2 separate regions of the Mus musculus genome follow, and region 2 is linked to region 1. A link is a contact called in public ChIA-PET data. All regions are on one chromosome and are shown on one strand. Each heading gives the region's core, a stretch centred on a gene start, on an enhancer-like site or on the middle of the called end of the contact. The rest is flanking DNA. Distances are from core to core; before and after follow the strand shown. Region 1 holds the start of H3f3b (H3.3 histone B). Region 2 has its middle 18 kb from the start of Tmem94.

Region 1 (3,732 bases), core at 704-3,203:
AACCGAACTCAATCTAGGCCTAAGACCAAACACAATGAAAAGCTGCACTAACTAGATTAGTAATAGATGATGCTGGTGTGAATAGCTTGTTATTTTACTCTAGAGCCCTTATAAATAAAATCCCCGTTAGTGTTGTGTTACCAGCCAGAGGGTCAGGGGTTAGTGAACATGTGGTAGAATGAGGACTTATGCAAGGTTTAATACGCATAGCATTTTTCTACTGTTAAAAACAAATGCAGTCTAGTCAGGAAATACCAACTGGACTAAATTACACACACCTTAATGACAAGACTCCCCACCACTTGTGAATGTAAAACATTTAATTTAAAAATGTTGAACACTACAATATATAAAATAGCTATTATAAATGCACATAGTGTATTCTATAGCTGCCAGGTTTACTTTTTTTTTTTTAAAGGAAACTGTTACACTGTGGCTAAAACTTGTATCTTCAACCTTTGAAAAAGCCCACATTCTATCACAGTGATGTATGGTTAAACACTTGGATCAAGTCATAACCAGTTTTATTGCAAAAGGACCCTGTACACATTTATCAATTCTAGTACCTTAATAGCTACCCAACAAGTCATTAACATACAGAAACATGCATCATGAAAAGCAAGAAGTATCACCCATCCCTTCTGCGTATTAGCAACTTGTCACTCCTGAGCCACAGTGCTCACATCACTGAGGTCTGTGAACAGTCAGTCACTCTTCCCATTCATCCTGAGTGAAAGATGGAATGACTTAAGTACAAATGCAACATATTATAAACAATTTCTTACAAAAAAAGTCACAAATTAAACCAAAGTATTTTACAGAATTTACTACAAAATGCCATAAAAACCGCTTCAACTTAAGCTCTCTCCCCCCGTATCCGGCGAGCCAACTGGATGTCTTTGGGCATGATGGTGACTCTCTTGGCGTGGATGGCACACAGATTGGTATCTTCAAACAACCCCACCAGGTATGCTTCGCTAGCCTCCTGTTGAGGACAAGAGCAACAGCATTAACACTCCTACTGGAGCAATCAAGCCGCCGCCCCGAGTGCCACCAAGCCTTTTGTCCCTTTACCTGAAGGGCACCGATGGCTGCACTTTGAAACCTCAAGTCGGTTTTGAAATCCTGGGCGATCTCCCTCACCAATCTCTGGAATGGCAGCTTCCGGATGAGCAGCTCAGTCGATTTCTGGTAACGACGGATCTCTCTCAGAGCCACGGTCCCTGGCCTGCAGTCACCAGAAGAAGGAAGGCGTCAACGGTCAGGGAGAAGGGAGAGAGCGCCCGCCCGCAAGCCGGCGGCCAAGTCATTGTTCCCAGCCCTCTGCCTACCTGTAGCGGTGAGGCTTCTTCACCCCGCCGGTAGAGGGCGCGCTTTTCCGAGCCGCCTTGGTGGCCAGCTGTTTGCGGGGGGCTTTCCCACCGGTGGACTTCCTAGCGGTCTGCTTGGTTCGGGCCATTTTTTTTCACCTGCGAGACAAGCGACGTTCAAGGCCAGGTCACCGGGCTCCGGCTGCCAGGCGCCCCTCCTCGCCGCAGCAGATGGCGGCCGCCGCCTCCTCCCCCTCCCCTAATGACTCAGGCTGCGCCGGGCTGCGGCCTCCCCCGGGAGGGGGAGCGCGGGGAGGAGCAACTTCCCGCTCCACGGGCGGCCGGAAACACCGCGGCGGGACCTGTGAGTCACCACCGGGAAGCAGACAGGACGGAGGTGGCGGAACGCGACCGAACTCGACCTCCCGGGCTGCCTCACCGACCAGACCGTCGGCTGCCAGCGACCGCGGTCCTAAAAGCCAGGGAGGCTCCGGCCGCCGGCAGAGCCGCGAACTCACCCAAAGCCGAGTCTGGGGCCCTTGCTGAGACCGAGGCGACGCTGGAAGCGCTCGAACAAGAGCCGCAATCGGCGAGCAGAACGGGCAGATACTCCACCAACGAACGACCAAACCGCTCTGCGCTCCAAGCCCCCCGACGCCTCCATATTTATAGAGACGCTGCACGCTGCGTCAGTGCGTCACAGAACCCTGATTTGCATACACCAACGACTTTTTCGATTGGCGGGAGCTTTCGCCGACGCGCTGACATCTCCCGACACAAAGGCCGTACTTCGGGGCCGTTTCCTGATTGGCCGGTGTTCAGGCCACTGATTGGCTGTTACAATTGCTTCAGGATTGGCTGGATGCAAAGAGGAACAGACGAATCAGAGTTTAGCACTAGGGAGCTCTTCTGATTGGATAAAATGGAGCTATGTTTGGATCCTTCTCTTGGTTCCAAAGCTCTACAATAGAAAGTCAATGCAAATGAATTGCACTAGTCTCCTGGAATTTAAGAAAGTTGGGTCGGCAAGAGTCTACGACTTTTTTGCATCAAGAGACCATTTTAGAGAGATTTTGCGTAAATATAATAATAGTAATTATTACTATTATTTTAATGTAGGATGAAATTATTCCCTGAATAATTTACTTTCTGTAATTTTCATCGTTTAATATAGTATGAGAAATGTAATCCAGTCAGTCATCTTACAGCATATAGTGTTTTGTGCACTGTAAATGCATACACATTCTAAAGCATAAAGCAATTGTTTGATGGGGAAGGGTAATAGACACAAAGAATCAAAATTCAAAAAAATTATTTCCGAGTTGGGTGGTGCTGCAGGCCTTTAATCTCAGCTTTTAGGAAGCTCAAAGGCAAGCAGATTTCTGTGAACATGAGGCCAGCCTGATCCACAGGGGGTGGGGGGTTCCAGGCCAAGCAGACCTACCTACAGAGATCTTGTCTTTTATAAATCCTGGTTTGTTTGTTTTTTCTCCAGGACTACATAAACCAAGCTCCAGGTGCATGAAGGTAATATCAGAGATGGAATCAGGATCCAAAATTCAAGGTCATTCACAGCTACTTAAGTCAAGGCCAGTCTAGGATATATAAAACAGTTTCAAGAAAACAAAAAACAACAAAAGGGGACTGTTCCTTGCATCCTAGCGCTCTGGAGGCAGGCAAAGCCATGTGAGTTTAAAGGCAGGACCACACCAGCAAAAGCTACCCAGGGAGACCGTGTCTCAAAACAAAACAACAAATACCTATTTTTGCATGTTTAATTCAGGCCATCACAAAATATTTTATTTCAATGTACTTAGAGTTAATAAGAAGTTGTCAGGCATGCTGGCACACACATTTCTTTAATCCCAGCAACCTGGAGACAGAGGCAGGTGGCTTTGAGGCCAACCTGGTCTACATAGAAATTACAGAATAGCCAGAGCTACTTAGTGAGTCTCTGTCTTAAAAACCAACCAAAGGGGGCTGGTGAGATGGCTCAGTGGGTAAGAGCACCCGACGGCTCTTCCAAAGGTCTGGAGTTCAAATCCCAGCAACCACATGGTGGCTCAAAACCATCCTAACGAGATCTGACTCCCTCTTCTGGAGTGTCTGAAGACAGCTACAGTGTACTTACATATAATAAATAAATAAATCTTTAAAAAAAAAAAAAAAAAAAAAAAAACCAACCAAAGAAGTAGTAATTACCTGCTTGTATATTTCTTGAACTATTTAATTCGACTGCATGAAATAAATACACCGGAAGAGTAACAACCTCAAGAGGGTGTCATGTCCATAAGGAGAAGATAATATAAAAAATGGGTGTCCTTGTGTAATATTTGGTAATTATTACTTATGTCAAAAACCTGACAGATTTTAGAAAGATGTCTGAATGTTTTGCCTGGTTGGTGCCCGTGGGAGTTAGAAT
Region 2 (3,732 bases), core at 902-3,401, 280 kb before region 1:
GTGGAACAACAATATGAACTAAGCAGTACCCCGGAGCTCTTGTCTCTAGCTGCATATGTATCAAAAGATGGCCTAGTCGGCCATCACTGCAAAGAGAGGCCCATTGGACTTGCGAACTTTATATGCCCCAGTACAGGGGAACGCCAGGGCCAAAAAGGGGGAGTGGGTGGGTAGGGGAGTGGGTGTGGGTGGGTAGGGGGGACTTTTGATATAGCATTGGAAATGTAAATGAGCTAAATACCTAATAAAAAATGGAAAAAAAAAAGACTTGCCTTGGTCATAGTGTCTGCTCACAGCAGTAAAACCCTAACAAAGACAGCTATATAGCGCATTCTAGGCTAGCCTAGGCTATAGAGTAAGACCCTGTCTTCAAAATAAACACTTATAAATGCCCACGAGAGTAGATTTATTCAATAAGAGAGGTGACAGCTTTAATGAAACACCATGACCAAAAGCAACTTGGGGAGAAAAGAGTTTGTTTAACTTGTGCTTCCACATCACTGTTCATCTCTGAAGGAAGTCAGGCCAGGACTCACACAGGGCAGAAACCTAGAGGTAGGAGCTGATGCAGAAGCAGTGGAGGGATGCTGCTTCCAGGCTTGCTCCCCATGGCTTGCTCAGCCTGCTTTCTTATACAACCCAGGACCACCAGCCCAAGGATGGCTCCACCCATCATGGTCTGGGCCCTCCTCCATCAATGGCTAATTAAGCAAATGTCCTACAAGGCCTACCCACACAGCCCAGTCTAATGGAGGCATTTTCTCAATTGAGGCTCCCTCCTCTCATGAGTCCCTGTCTTGCCATCTACCTCTGTCCCCAGATAATGGTTTTAGTGGCAGAAACTATAGCTGTCACCCTGCATGGACCAGATATTTCACTGACAAGGAGCACACTGTGGCAGGATGTTTCATTGTTCCTTTGATGTCCTCCATCCTGTTGTGACTAGCATGTCTCCCTTTATAGATGACTCAGTGTTGCACTGAACTGGGAGGAAGCTGGCTACCTCTTCCAATGAACACATCCACCAAGTTAGAGGACCAACTCTGTTTTAGAGGACCCACTCTTTCTTTTTTGTTTGTTTGTTTGTTTTTCGAGACAGGGTTTCTCTGTGTAGCCCTGGCTGTCCTGGAACTCACTCTGCAGATCAGGCTGGCCTCGAACTCAGAAATCCACCTGCCTCTGCCTCCCAAGTGCTGGGACTAAAGGCGTGCGCCACCTGCCTGGTTTCCTCACTTTTTATTATGTGTATGGTTGAGCACACTTTTGTATATGCCACAATGCACATGTGGAAGACAAGTTGTAAATGTTGGCTCTCTCCTACCGTGTGGTCCAGGGACTCAAACTCCCTGACTTGGTGGCAAGCACTTTAACCCACTGAGCCATCTCATCAGCCCCTTGGGATTTTATCTACTTACTCACTGTGCTGATCAAATACACCCGGCACCCACATGTTCACACAGAGCTTTGAAATTCTTTCCTGAGTTGTATACCGTAAGGAATGATAGTCATAACAAAGACTTGATCACCGCGTGCGTTTTGTTATCTGATGTGGGCTTGTGCAGCACAGAGATTCTCACCCTGCACACTGCCCTTGCTGAGTCACCCGTTTTCACCCTGGCCTCGGCATTGTTCTGTTTTATTCTTTCCTGTATCTGAAGAGATGGGAAATGGACTCTGCGTTCTTTCCAGTTCAATGTTTTTTGTTTGTTAGGAAAATAAAACCTTTTCCTCCTCCAAAGCAGCTCCTTACATTTGCTTTCTTCTCCCAGCTTGTCCTTTGACCACTCCAGTCATCTTTTTAAAGAGCCAGAAAGTGTCTGAAACTTTGACTGTGACAACAGGTATCAGCCACTGGGGCGCTTGGATCCTCACCCTGCTGTTTCTGGCCAGGGATCTCGTTGTTTTAACTCAGCTGAATTCAAAGCATTTCAGCATGAGGATCTTTAACATAAACGAAGATTTGTTTTTATTTATGATTGTGTGTCTGTGTGTGTCCCAGTGCCCTTGAAGAGGGTGTTGGGTCCCCGGGGGTTGAAGTTATAGGTGGTTGGGAGCCACCGGATGTGGATGCCAGAAGCCCCGTTCAGGACCCCTGAAATTGCAAACAAGGAGCCATTCCCGCGGTCTCTCAGCACAAAGATCTTAAACCAACCCCCTTCTGCCTGTCACGTTTAAGCAAATGACTAGGTGGAAAAGATGGCGCAGTGACGAAGGATGCTCCTCCGGGGGGGGGGGGGGTGCGGGGGGTGCGGGCGGGGGCGGGGGGAGGGGCTTGTTTCAGCTTGCAGGTGGCTCAGCGTGTAGATCCTTGTTAGAGTCCCTGAATCAGGCCTGAATCACTCGTGTTTTCTGACTCACTTCTTACCTCCATGTGGTGAGGTCTTTAAGAACAAGGGTATTCTCCACCAGATGCACTGCTCCCCGTTTTCTGAGACAGGCTCTTACCATTTAGCCCAAGCTGGCCTCAAACTCTCAAACTTAAAATCCTCCTGCCTCAGCCTTCCCAGTGTGTAGATAGATCACAGGTGTGTGTCCCACCCCTGAGGTGCCCTGTTCATTCCTGCTTTTCTTTTCTTTCTTTTCTTCTCCTTCCACTTTCCCCCTCCCCTTCCCTTCCCTTTTTCTCTCCCTCCTGCCTTCTCTCCCTCTTCCCTCTCTTCTTCTCCTTTCTTTCACAGGTTCCATGGCACAAAAATGGGGGCGAGGGAGATCGGTTTCTTCTCCATCTTGTAGAGGTTAGATTTCTCTTGTTTCTGTTGCGCTGTGAATTCCGGGACAGCTGGTTCACAGCCTCTGGGCAGTTTTCCTGCCTTCATCTCCTATCTCTGTAGGGGGCTAAGCTTGTGTACCACAGCATGCAGTTTTTTCCCTGGGTTCTGAGATTTGAACCTGGGTCAACATGCTTGTGTGGTTAGCACATCTCAGCCCAGAGATTCACACTGGGTGCCATCTCTCCAACCTGTCCTTTTTTAGAGACAGGGTCTCACCACATAGCCCTGGCTGGCCTGGAACTCACTATGTTGACCAGGCAGGCCTCTAACGGTGATCTGCTTGTTTCTGCCTCCCAAGTGTTGGGATTAAGGGTGTGCACCACTGCCTGTCTGAGGTCTAGAGCTTAAGAGAGCTATTCCACTATTTTCCTATCTAAGACTTATTTCAAATCAGCCAGTAGGTTTCACCCAGTAGTTTTTTTGAATGCACCTATATCCTAGCACCCGAGTGGCTGCCACCTTAGCATGGGGTCCACTCGTCCTACCGCTCAGCACTCTTCTTCCCAATGTTGCTCTTACTTCTTTGTAACCCATTTTCTTTCTTTCTTTCTTTCTTTCTTTCTTTCTTTCTTTCTTTCTTTCTTTCTTTCTTTCTTTTTCTTTTTTTCTTTTTTTGGTTTTTTGAGACAGGGTTTCTCTGTGAAGCCCTGGCTGTCCTGGAGCTCACTCTATAGACTAGGCTGGCCTCGAACTCAAAAATCCGCCTGCCTCTGCCTCCCGAGTGCTGGGATTAAAGGCGTGCGCCACCACGCCCGGCTTGCTGTCACTTCTTTTTTTTTTTCTTTTTTTTTTTTAAAAGATTTATTTATTATTTATTATATGTAAGTACACTGTAGCTGTCTTCTGACATTCCAGAAGAGGGAGTCAGATCTCGTTACGGATGGTTGTGAGCCACCATGTGGTTGCTGTGATTTGAACTCTGGACCTTTGGAAGAGCAGTCGGGTGCTCTTACCTGCTGAG

What was found. ChIA-PET counts read pairs in DNA pulled down with a chosen protein or histone mark.
Region 2: a contact with region 1 is called in an RNA polymerase II ChIA-PET map of memory CD8 T cells, with 88 read pairs. The contact joins the enhancer-like site here to the promoter of H3f3b in region 1. A contact is called at or near these places in 1 of 39 promoter capture datasets (stem cell-derived epiblast-like cells), 1 of 484 Hi-C or Micro-C datasets (embryonic stem cells), 2 of 115 datasets of contacts at active chromatin or transcription factors (memory CD8 T cells and pancreatic cancer cells) and 2 of 9 other capture datasets (liver and pancreatic islet).

What each region holds. Positions count from the first base shown.
Region 1 is chr11:116,022,551-116,026,282 of GRCm38.p6, forward strand. H3f3b (H3.3 histone B) reads right to left here and starts at 1,954. Exons shown (of 4, transcript NM_008211.3): 1 at 1,829-1,954; 2 at 1,332-1,469; 3 at 1,075-1,228; 4 at 1-985. The coding sequence starts at 1,459. The coding sequence ends at 857.
Region 2 is chr11:115,745,375-115,749,106 of GRCm38.p6, forward strand. No RefSeq gene overlaps it. Among named protein-coding and RNA genes, the nearest start is that of Tmem94, 18 kb to the right of the region's middle. Within about 2 kb of position 2,152, at least 57 of the 459 cell types and tissues checked have an H3K27ac peak or open chromatin away from gene starts, as enhancers often do. A contact at or near this core is called in memory CD8 T cells and pancreatic cancer cells, where this site is marked.